2 separate regions of the Zea mays genome follow, and region 1 is linked to region 2. The links are chromatin contacts, called in public Hi-C maps. All regions are on one chromosome and are shown on one strand. The core of a region is the stretch at or near the end of the contact, and the rest is flanking DNA. Distances in the headings are between cores, read along the strand shown.

The links. Hi-C and Micro-C count contacts between places; a contact is called where the count stands out from the background.
Region 1: a contact with region 2 is called in a Hi-C map of endosperm, with 1.9 times the contacts expected there. The contact joins the promoter of LOC107546770 here to the promoter of LOC100272554 in region 2. A contact is called at or near these places in 6 of 25 Hi-C or Micro-C datasets (bundle sheath, ear, endosperm and 2 more).

Annotation. Positions count from the first base shown.
Region 1 is chr2:44,178,269-44,183,214 of Zm-B73-REFERENCE-NAM-5.0, reverse strand. LOC107546770 (Pectinesterase 5) reads right to left here and starts at 3,159. Exons shown (of 2, transcript NM_001322852.1): 1 at 2,161-3,159; 2 at 1,153-2,083. The coding sequence starts at 3,154. The coding sequence ends at 1,389. It overlaps LOC100383094 (Galactose mutarotase-like superfamily protein), which reads left to right. Exons shown (of 5, transcript NM_001175765.1): 3 at 1-61; 4 at 218-325; 5 at 421-1,159. The coding sequence ends at 1,043. It also overlaps a transcript of LOC100273682 not described here.
Region 2 is chr2:43,954,805-43,959,691 of Zm-B73-REFERENCE-NAM-5.0, reverse strand. It overlaps LOC100272554 (Protease Do-like 8 chloroplastic), which reads left to right and starts at 2,597. Exons shown (of 13, transcript NM_001365562.1): 1 at 2,597-2,832; 2 at 3,291-3,415; 3 at 3,565-3,647; 4 at 3,743-3,841; 5 at 4,059-4,125. The coding sequence starts at 2,699. It overlaps LOC100285160 (ATP-dependent RNA helicase SUV3), which reads right to left and starts at 2,416. Exons shown (of 2, transcript NM_001158054.2): 1 at 210-2,416. The coding sequence starts at 2,335.

The sequences.
Region 1 (4,946 bases), core at 1,910-4,409, 220 kb before region 2:
TTCGTCCTCGACGGGAAAGTCTACCACCTGCAACGAAACGACGGCAGGAACACGATTCACGGTACGGTTCGTGCCTACACCCAGAGCCAGAGGATTGCTCTGCTCCAACCGTCCGTGATGGATCAGTCCTCGAGTAATCGAGTTCCACTTCCACCGCTGTTCATGACATGGGAGCGAGATCGTTCACTCATTCACCTGCATCTGTTCGTGCATCCAGGTGGTGGCACAGCGTTCAGCAAAAGCGTCTGGACGGTGAAGGAGTATGTCGGCGGCGGCGACTCCCCATACGTCACCCTGTACTACCACAGCTTCGACGGAGAGCAAGGTACGCCCAAATTAACCAAAAGGCTTTAATTAACAGCTCTTGTGAGCTCGATCGAGTAGCGTCCGTCAACGGGAATCTTTATTTATGGTGAGCAGGTTTCCCCGGGAACCTCGACGCGTACGTGACGTACCGGGTGTCGGGCCCGTACACGCTGGGCGTGCACATGAGCGCGACGGCGCTGGACAGGGCGACGCCGGTGAACCTGCTGCTGCACGCGTACTGGAACCTGGGCGGGCAGGGCAGCGGGGACGTCCTGGGCCACGAGCTCCGGCTGCACGCGTCGCGGTACGCCGTGCTGGACGAGGAGCTCCTGCCTTCGTCGGGGCGCGTCGCGCCCGTCGCCGGCACGCCGCTGGACTTCCGGACGCCCACGCCCATCGGCGCGCGCATCCGCCAGGTCACGGGCGGGAAGGTCGTCGGGTACGACGCCAACTACGTCGTCGACGGGGAAGGGATGCGGCCCGTGGCGCAGGTCCGGGACGGCGCGTCCGGCAGGGCGGTGGAGCTGTGGGCGAACCAGGCCACCGTGCAGCTCTACACCGGGAACTGGCTCAACCACACCCAGGGGAAGGGCGGCGGGGTGTACGACCAGTACGCCGGGTTCACGCTGGAGACCATGGGGTACGTGGACGCAGTGAACCACCCCGAGTTCCCGTCTCAGACCCTGTTGCCCGGACAGGAGTACAAGCACGACATGGTCTTCAAGTTCTCGTTCTAGCAGGTGCATGGTTTGGTTTGATGTACAACGTTCGTTATTGGTGTTTGAGACGTACCTAGGCGAATACTGAGGGTTTGATCAGCTGCCCTGCAACAACAGAGTCAGTGGATTTTTTTAAAACACACAAACTATGCATTAATCAATGACGCAACAGATCACTGTCCAAAATATTTTTCGTTTCCTGAAAATTTTCACCAAGAGAAACAACCAAAGGAATCAAAAAGAAAAGAAAAAAAGGGTAAAGGTACAAACGTTAGCCCTCCTGTCCTGCGACACCTCAGGTACAAACATGTATGTACCACCTCCCTAGCGTGTGCTGTATATACCATGCCATGCATGCGGTCTTTAGAACTTGAACCCGAGGATGTGCGGCGTGCCGGTGAACTTGAGCCACAACCCGCCGTCGATGAACGGCCCGGCGGTGAACTGCTCGGCGTCCTTCCGGCCGATGACGTGGAACCCAGGCCAGGTGACCCTCTTGCTGGTGCCGGCGCCGGGGCCGCGGTTGTTGTACTCGGCGTAGTAGAGCGTCTTGATGCCGAAGTCGCCGTTCCAGGGCATGTAGCCCTCGGGCTTGATGAAGTCGGCGATGGTGCTCTCCATGATGACGAGGCGCGAGAACTCCTTCCAGGGTCGGCCCAGGTACGAGGGGATCTTGAAGCGGTCGGGGAAGAGCTTCTGGTCGGGCACCAGGCGGCAGTTCTGGATGACGAGCCCCGACTTCATGTTGGGGTCCGTGCGGCCGTGCGCGGTCACCGAGTTCTGCTGGTTGTCCATGGGCCGCCGCGTGACGATGAGGCAGTTCTGGAACACCGCCGCCGAGTTGCCGAAGATGAAGTCAATGGTGCCGGAGATGACGCAGTTGCGGAAGAACTGGCGCCGGGCGTGCACGTACAGCGTGTCCTGGAACGCGTCGAACCGGCAGTTGTAGAACGCCGCGAGGTCTCCCTGAACGCGGAGCGCCACCGCCTGGTGCCTCTCCGCGCCGGCCGTGTTGTGGAAGCCCATGTTCTTGCAGATGAACCCGGACGCCTCGACGGCTGCCAATCCATATCCATAAAGTTCCTGGCACGTCTATGTACATATAAAATGGTGGTGAAGAAGAAGGCTCGCTCACAGAATGTGGCGGTCTTCATGGTGGTGATGCCGTCAGCGAAGCTCTTGCGGCCGGTCACGCGGCTTTGCTTGGGCCCGTCGCCGTACATGAAGACGTTGACCTTGTCCTTGGGGACCATGACGATCTCGTCGTAGAGGCCGGCCTTCACGTAGATGACGTACCTCCCCTGCTGGCCCTTGGGCATGGCGTCCACAGCCTGCTGGATGGTCTTGAACTGGCCGCTGCCGTCCTTGGCCACCACCGCGTTCGGCTTAGGCTGGTTGCCCGCCGCCAGGAGCTTTCTCTCCGGCGACCTCATCCACACTGGCCAGCCTTTTTCGTCCTGCTCCGACAGGAGCCGGCGACGCGAGTCCTTCTTGAACATGCCGAGGTCCAGCTTCTTCAGGATCCCGCCGAGGCTGTTGGTGATGGCGAGCGCGTTGCTGCTGAGCTCGGTGGCGTTGCGCAGCACGGTGTGCATGTCGGCCTTGAGCTTCTCGTCGACGAAGCCGTCGATGCAGGTGTCCATGAACGTCATGACGCCCGTGAGCCATGTCTCGAGGTCGTCGGACCGGCTGATAAGCACCTTGATGTCGCCGCCGGCCATCTCGAGCATGCCCCTGAGGTCGTCAACGGCGTCCTCGAGGAGCTTCTTGCAGTCCTCTCGCGCGCTCTCGGTCATGGAGTCGCTGGCCTTAGCCTCGCCGATCGTCTTGGACTGCTCGACCGCTGTTTTCACCGACTCCAGCGCCACCTTGGCAACGCTGTGGAACACCTCCTTGGGGTTCTCGGTGCCATTGGTGGCCTGGGAGAGCGTCTTCTCACACGACTCCTTGTACAACGTGGGCGCGCACAGGGACTCGACCGACTTGCCGGACGTGGCAATGGAGGCTTCCCCCGGGACGGTGAAGTCGTCGCCGGCCTTCTTGCCGGAGTGGGTGACGGTGGCGACAACGCCGACGACCACCGCGACGACGACGATCGCCCACAGGCCACCTAGGAGAGCATTTGCCATCTTGGGCCACAAGCTTGTTGTTGAATCGGACGGGGAGCAAATTTATAGCGACCATGACGATCAAATGGCTGCGTACGGACGTGGATGCATGGTTTCAATGTTGTGTGGCGGCCCGTGTTCGTTGGGAGTCGCTATATTTTGACGTGCAGAAGAGCATCGTCTATTTGAGAGGTAAAGGACGTGGTCAATAGGTTTTCCGTTCTGGATATTTGGGTAGCTCTTTTACGTTTCAGTGTCTTGTAGCACCTTTTCTAAAATGGGCTGTGCTAATTCTGGAGGACAAACGGTATTGTGATGAGCCTAGATTGGACGGAGAGTCAGAGATCTTCATTAAGTATATATTTTTTTTTCCTTTGGGCTTAGCTTTTTTTTTGTCTTTGCTCAAGTTGCTTAGTATATATGATCTTCCCCAAATATGAAGTTGCTTATTATTGTTGGTACTCGTCACTATTTGTTCGCATGTTACCATAGCCATTGGCTTAGATGGTAATAATGAATTGCTACCTCATTCGAGTGGTAAGTCAGATTAAGGGTGTGTTTGGTTGAATGGAAGAGAATGTAACTATTTCATTCTTATTTTTTGGATGTTTGGCTTCAAACAAAAGAGGAACGGAACGGCTCTTGGAGTCTCCATATTGAAATATTAAAATTTACCATAGTTGAAATACTCCCGCTCTACCAAAACGACCGTATGCGAGCACTCCTCTAGACATGAGCACTCGGACACCCATCGGTCTACCTCTGGCTATGCAGTGTTTCTTGTGGCCAACCTCATCTCTTAGTCCTCCAAGTGAGTGTCAGCATGTGGTCTCACGCTCCAGTGTGCTGAGGGTGAGTACCTAGTTGTCGACAATGGGGTGGCTAAGGCAAGCTGGATGCACCAACTCAGCTCCTCCAGGAGCTTCACAGTCCCCTCACCAGTAGCACACTTGTCTACCACGACAACGTCAGCGTCATCTAACTCTCTGTCAACCCCGCCCAGCACTGCTGATCAATAGAAGACAATTGATCATGAAAATCAATAGAAATTGCAACTTAGCATGGAATTGATCATGGAATTTAATCTATAACCCAGCAATTGATCATGAAAATCAATAGAAGAAAATACAATGGTTCTTAAACAAGCACATGTTTATCTTTACCAGTAGGTTCACAGGTTACCGAACTGTAACTAAGATTATGTTGAAGAGGCTAGGTAGTCGTACATGTCTTTCAGCCACGAATTTCCTACCAGTTCTCAGATACTTTTAATTGAAATTTTCCTACTCAAGTTGACATACTTGCAACTTAGCAAATCTCACCTAAATGCACAGACACACAGTACCACCCTGACAAAAGGCCAAGAGCACACCAAAACTCACCAGAATGATCAATTTAAATTATTGTTGCAATACATAGCCACCAAGAATACTTGACAACCTGCAAAAGAGACACAACATCCTTGAATGAGCAGAAATTGCAAAAGAAATGTCAAAGTAAAAATAAAAATCAGCAAAGCAAGGTTACAAGGCAACCGCAGCAGGTTAGCTAGATTCAGGGAAAGGTTTAGCCCATCTCATCCAGTTTCTGCACCTGTACTCAAGCACAGACAAAGGGTGACTACCATTCACCGATACATACACATGTTATATATGCAATGGAATGATAAGAGGGGGTTCACTGTACTAAACTACTAATTTGTGGTTCATGTACACATCGAACCCAGCATATAAAAAGATTATTATGTCAAATAACCTGGCAGAAAAAAAGATGCCACTAAACCAAATGCAAACATGGAACTATATGTACATTT
Region 2 (4,887 bases), core at 1,348-3,847:
GGATTTTTGTGTGTGTGTGTGTTGGGGGGGGGGGGGGGGGGGGGGTAGGAGCTACATTTTCACAGGTAAGTTCGCAACAGATAATTCTCCAATTAAAGCAGAGGCAAACAACAAAATCCAGAATATCTGAAAACTTATGAGTATATTCTTCCACACTGAATGATTGAATTACTTAACTTTCTAAGGCAGAAAAAGGATGGGTTGGATACCTTAGTGTTTTATCAAGTGCCCTTGGCCGTTCATAACCATTTGTAGGAACATCATTTGCACTTTCATTTGATGCTTGTTCCTCATTGTACTCATCCTTTCCTTCTCGTCGCCCCCTAACTTGCTGTCTTGATTCAGGCTTCCAGCATGCTTTCGCAAGCGACTTGCCAAGTAAATCAGCAATATTTATTGCCATGTTTTCAGCCTGCTGCACATGAGGAAAGTTATCTTCCTCAAAATGATGTGACAACCATAGATACATTGATAGGACCTGATGTTTTGTCTCAAGGTCCAGAAGCTCAGCGTCATTTTTTGCAGAACCCCTTGGTATTCCCATTGCGATGCCAACACGACGGCTATGAGAATAGTTGGTGGCAAATCTTAAAAGATGGTACATGGCTTTTGGATCCCTTATATTTACCGGAGCAAAGCAAAAATTATAGCGATCCTTGAGGCATAGCCCCTGCACCCTCTCAAGCATATTAGCAACCTTCTTGATACTGTCCTGCTGGCACATGAAGTATGTTTTATCGATGCGACAACTATCACGGAATTTATCCAACAGATCATTAAAAGAAAGGTTAGGGAATTGGCTGGCAAACATTTCAACTTGCTCAAAGCAAGGAAAAATACCAGCTTTTTGTGCCTCCTCAAATGGCTGCTGCAGGCACTGAATCAAATAATCTAAATCATCTTTCAAGAAAGTTGTTGTGAGTCCATCTGGATAGACACTGCCCCTCCGACCAGCACGACCAGCAATCTGCTTTACCTGCGAAGCGGGAACTGGAACCATCCTTTCCCCATTGTATTTTGCCAAGCTATAGAACACAACTCTCCTAATGTTAAGGTTCAGCCCCATACCGACTGCATCACTTGCTATAAGCACATCATACTCATTATCCTGCTCGTTGAACAACTTTGCTTGTTGTCGTCGTGTCTCTGGTGGCAGAGCTCCATAGATAACACAACACTTGTGCTTTGTAAACTTCTCAATTGCCAGCTTCACCTCGAATATCTCCTTGCGTGAGAAAGCAACAACGCAGTCACCAGAGCGGATATTCTTGAGGTCCCCAAGAAGTGTCTTTGCTTCAACAACAAGAGGCTTGAATCTCTCATATTGATGCACCACTAAATCATCCCCAGTATCTGCACAAATCTTCTGGACAATCTTGAGCACGCTAGGGTCACCGCAGAGGTGTATCTCATCCGCCTTGAGCCCAAGCACAGCGCGCGACCACGCAAAGCCCCTGACAGGGTCAGCCATCATCTGTATCTCATCAACCACGGCGACTTCGTAGAGCTCCTCAGTGGACATCATTTCAATGGTACATGCGACATGGTTGGAGAAAGGCACTTCCTTAACCTCTTGTCCAGTGCGCAGGCTGCAGTAGACACCGAGCGCATTGACCTTGTCGAAGATCTCCATGGCGAGGAGACGGAGCGGGCTGCAGTAGACCCCAGACTTGGCTGCGGCAAAGCGGGTGAGCGCGTTGTGCGTCTTGCCGCTGTTCGTGGGCCCGCAGTGGTACACGATACGGCGGCGCATAGCGCGCGCGAAGGGGTACCAGGTGTGCGGGGCCGTGAGGTCGGCCGCGGCCATGACCGACCTGTGCTGCCTCAGCTTGTCTGCGAAGTTGGAGAAGCAGAACTCTGCGAAGGCCGGGAGGAGGAGCTCGTGTGCGTCCTCAGCGGGGAGCGAGAGGAGATGCGCCGCGGACTCCCGGGAGAGTCGCGGGAGGATGAACGCGCGGAAGCGGCGGACGTAGGATGGGAAGGCAGAAGAGGGGACGTAGAGCGCGAGCGCCTGGTCGGATATGGCCGGACTTTTGGCGAAGCCGCGGACGAGGCCTACAATGGCATCCCACGTGGCCTTCGGCAGGCGGCAGGATCCGACGGCGGGGTCCGAGGCGGATAGCTCGCGCCATAGCTTCTTCGGGTCAAGAGAAGACGTCGGTTTCTGGGTGGGATCGCCGGCTGATTCGCCGGTGGAGAAGAAGCGGTGTTGGGGTGGGAGCCATGGGGACGAGGGTTGCGGAAAGGTGCGGTGGAGGTGAGAGAGGAGAGGTAATATGAGACGGTGGTGCGAGGTGGAGCGGCGGAGAAGCGCCGCGGCAATGGCGGCGGCCATGAGGTTGGTTGGTTAGGCCGGCGGCATGAGGCTGGGGCCTGGGGGAAGAACGACTGAACGAGGGATCCAAATCCTGTGAACGTCATAGGAACGTCCGATGCCATCCTTTGAATCCGACGGTAGCAAATAATCCCATGTAAACAGAGAACGGGGTCTCGGCCTACAAGCCCATTGCGGCCCGGGAGCGGCCCACAGGCTCAAGCGAGGTGCCATGGAGTGGAGGCAAGAGAACAGAGATGTCAGATGTCAAACGGCAACCCCTCCAGCTCCTATCCCCAAACTCGATTGCAGCTCGTGCACCACACACGGACACGAATCCTCCTCCGGTCCTCCCTCTGGGAAACCAGGACTACCTCGGATCAGATGCAGTGCCTACCCTGCGGACCGTCCACCAACGCGCCCGCTGCGCATGCCGCGGCCAGGAGCGTCAGCCGTCGGAGGGTTGTCGTCGAGGGCGTCACCTCGGCAACCCACGACAGCGAGGAAGCGCCTCCAAGGTCTCACAACTTGTTTCCGCAATTCCGCCCACCAGGATGTTTTTTTCTCTTTTCTTTTTATGTGACTTGATTTTGATCGGCAGAACCAAGCAGTTCTGGGTTGCTACATACTTTGCTCGTGTTTGTACTTGGCGGTTTCCATTCCAATTCCCATTCTTTTTGTTCTTCAAGTGTACTGTGTGGTGTGTGGCACCTGTGGTAAACTAGTTCCGTACTTCCGTTTGGCATCAGATAAGTGGTTGTGGTTGGCTGGTTGCTACAAGATAAGAGCGTGTTTATTAAAAAAAGTCATGATTTGTTAAAATACTCTACATACCCCCATACCATTTCTATTTCTGTCACTCTGTGCAGTTACTATAGATGTTGCTATCGGTTCGCGTAGATTTTAGTTTTCTTATCATATGATTTTACTTGTTAGCTGGATTCTTCTCTTTATTTTTTATTTCTGAATCCTCCAGGTCAATGAGGGCAACAGGTGACCGTGGTGCAATGTCAAGCAAAACCTTATGGCTCGTGTCAAAGAGGAAGCTTATTGCTTTGTCAGCCTTTTGTCTTAGCTTACATTCTTCAAGGTACTTTCCAGGTTCGGACTGAATGACATCGTATCTAGGTGTTCTTAGAAATACTCTCAGTACCTTTCACAATGGCCAGACAATTTCCTCTTTGCAATAGGTTGCTTTTTAATTGTCCATGGTATATGGACCCTTTTAATGTGCCATTTTCTTACTGCAGCATTTGCTTTGGGTGATACGTCTGTCAAAATCGAGGATGTGACTCCTAAGATTTTTCCATCTGGGCCATTATTTCCAACTGAGGTCAGTGTTCAGTTGGACCTACTTGCTTGGTTTATCCGATAAGCTTGTTCTCAAGATATATTTATGCTTCTTTGGGTCATGCTTATGAATGGCAGAAACGGATTGCAGAGCTATTTGAAATAAATACTTACTCAGTTGTGAACATTTTTGATGCAACACTACGGCCGCAGCTTAATGTTACTGGTGTTGTGGAGGTAAACTAAAAGAATTACATGATCTAAGTTCAGGCTCAATAGTATTTGTTAATTTTTTAACACACAGGCGCACACACACGCACACAGACAGGAAAAAAAATCCGCTCATATGTGGTTCTGTTCTCATCAGTATCTTTTGTACATAGTGTTTAACATAATATTAATATACAAAGGTCTGAGAAGGACCTGTTTTAATGAAACTTTTCATTCATTTTAGATCCCTGAAGGAAATGGTTCTGGTGTAGTGTGGGACGATTTTGGACATATTATTACAAATTATCATGGTATGTTAATCTTAGACTATCACATCTCTATCAGCCAAGCTCTCGCTCACTCGCCCTCTCTTTTATCTGCTTTCTGGTCGCTCGCTCTCTGTTGCCAGACGTGAATAGTCGGCTCAAGAACACATAGTTGTTTTGGCACTGCAGAACTTCACAGCTTTCCAGTTTATCTTTTCCCATTTATAGACTCTTACAAGACTCAAGTGTTCGGCCTATCCACCACCACAGTGGCTTGTGCAGGATCATGACGGGCACGATCGGCACAACAAACTCCTAGACTCTCACACGATGCAGCGCTCTTGAACTCTCAGTAACTCTCAACAGAATGAGATCACTACAACACGGAGATGTGACTCTCTAACAAATTAACAAACTAGATATGAAATAACTAGATTACCTAAAATTACCTCCTAATCTAGTTGTTGACGATCCTGGTCATCCCGATCTTTGAGTGCAATTGCAGAAATCACACCCGTCCAAGAGGCTTTGTCAGAATGTCTGTCGGCTGCTCTTCAGTGTCGATCTTCAGAATTGAGACCCGTCCACCTTTGGCACACTCTTTGATGAAATGAAATCGTGTCTCAATATTCGTTGGCTACTCTTTGATTGACCACAATGGGGAGTTCCCAATGGTCACACCCGTGCCCACGCCCGCGCGACGACGCGCGCTGATGTCGCTATCGCTTCGCCCTTTGCCTCGCCTCGGCTCTGACACCAATTATCAGCCAAGCTCTCACTCACTCGCCCGCTCTTTTATTTACTTTC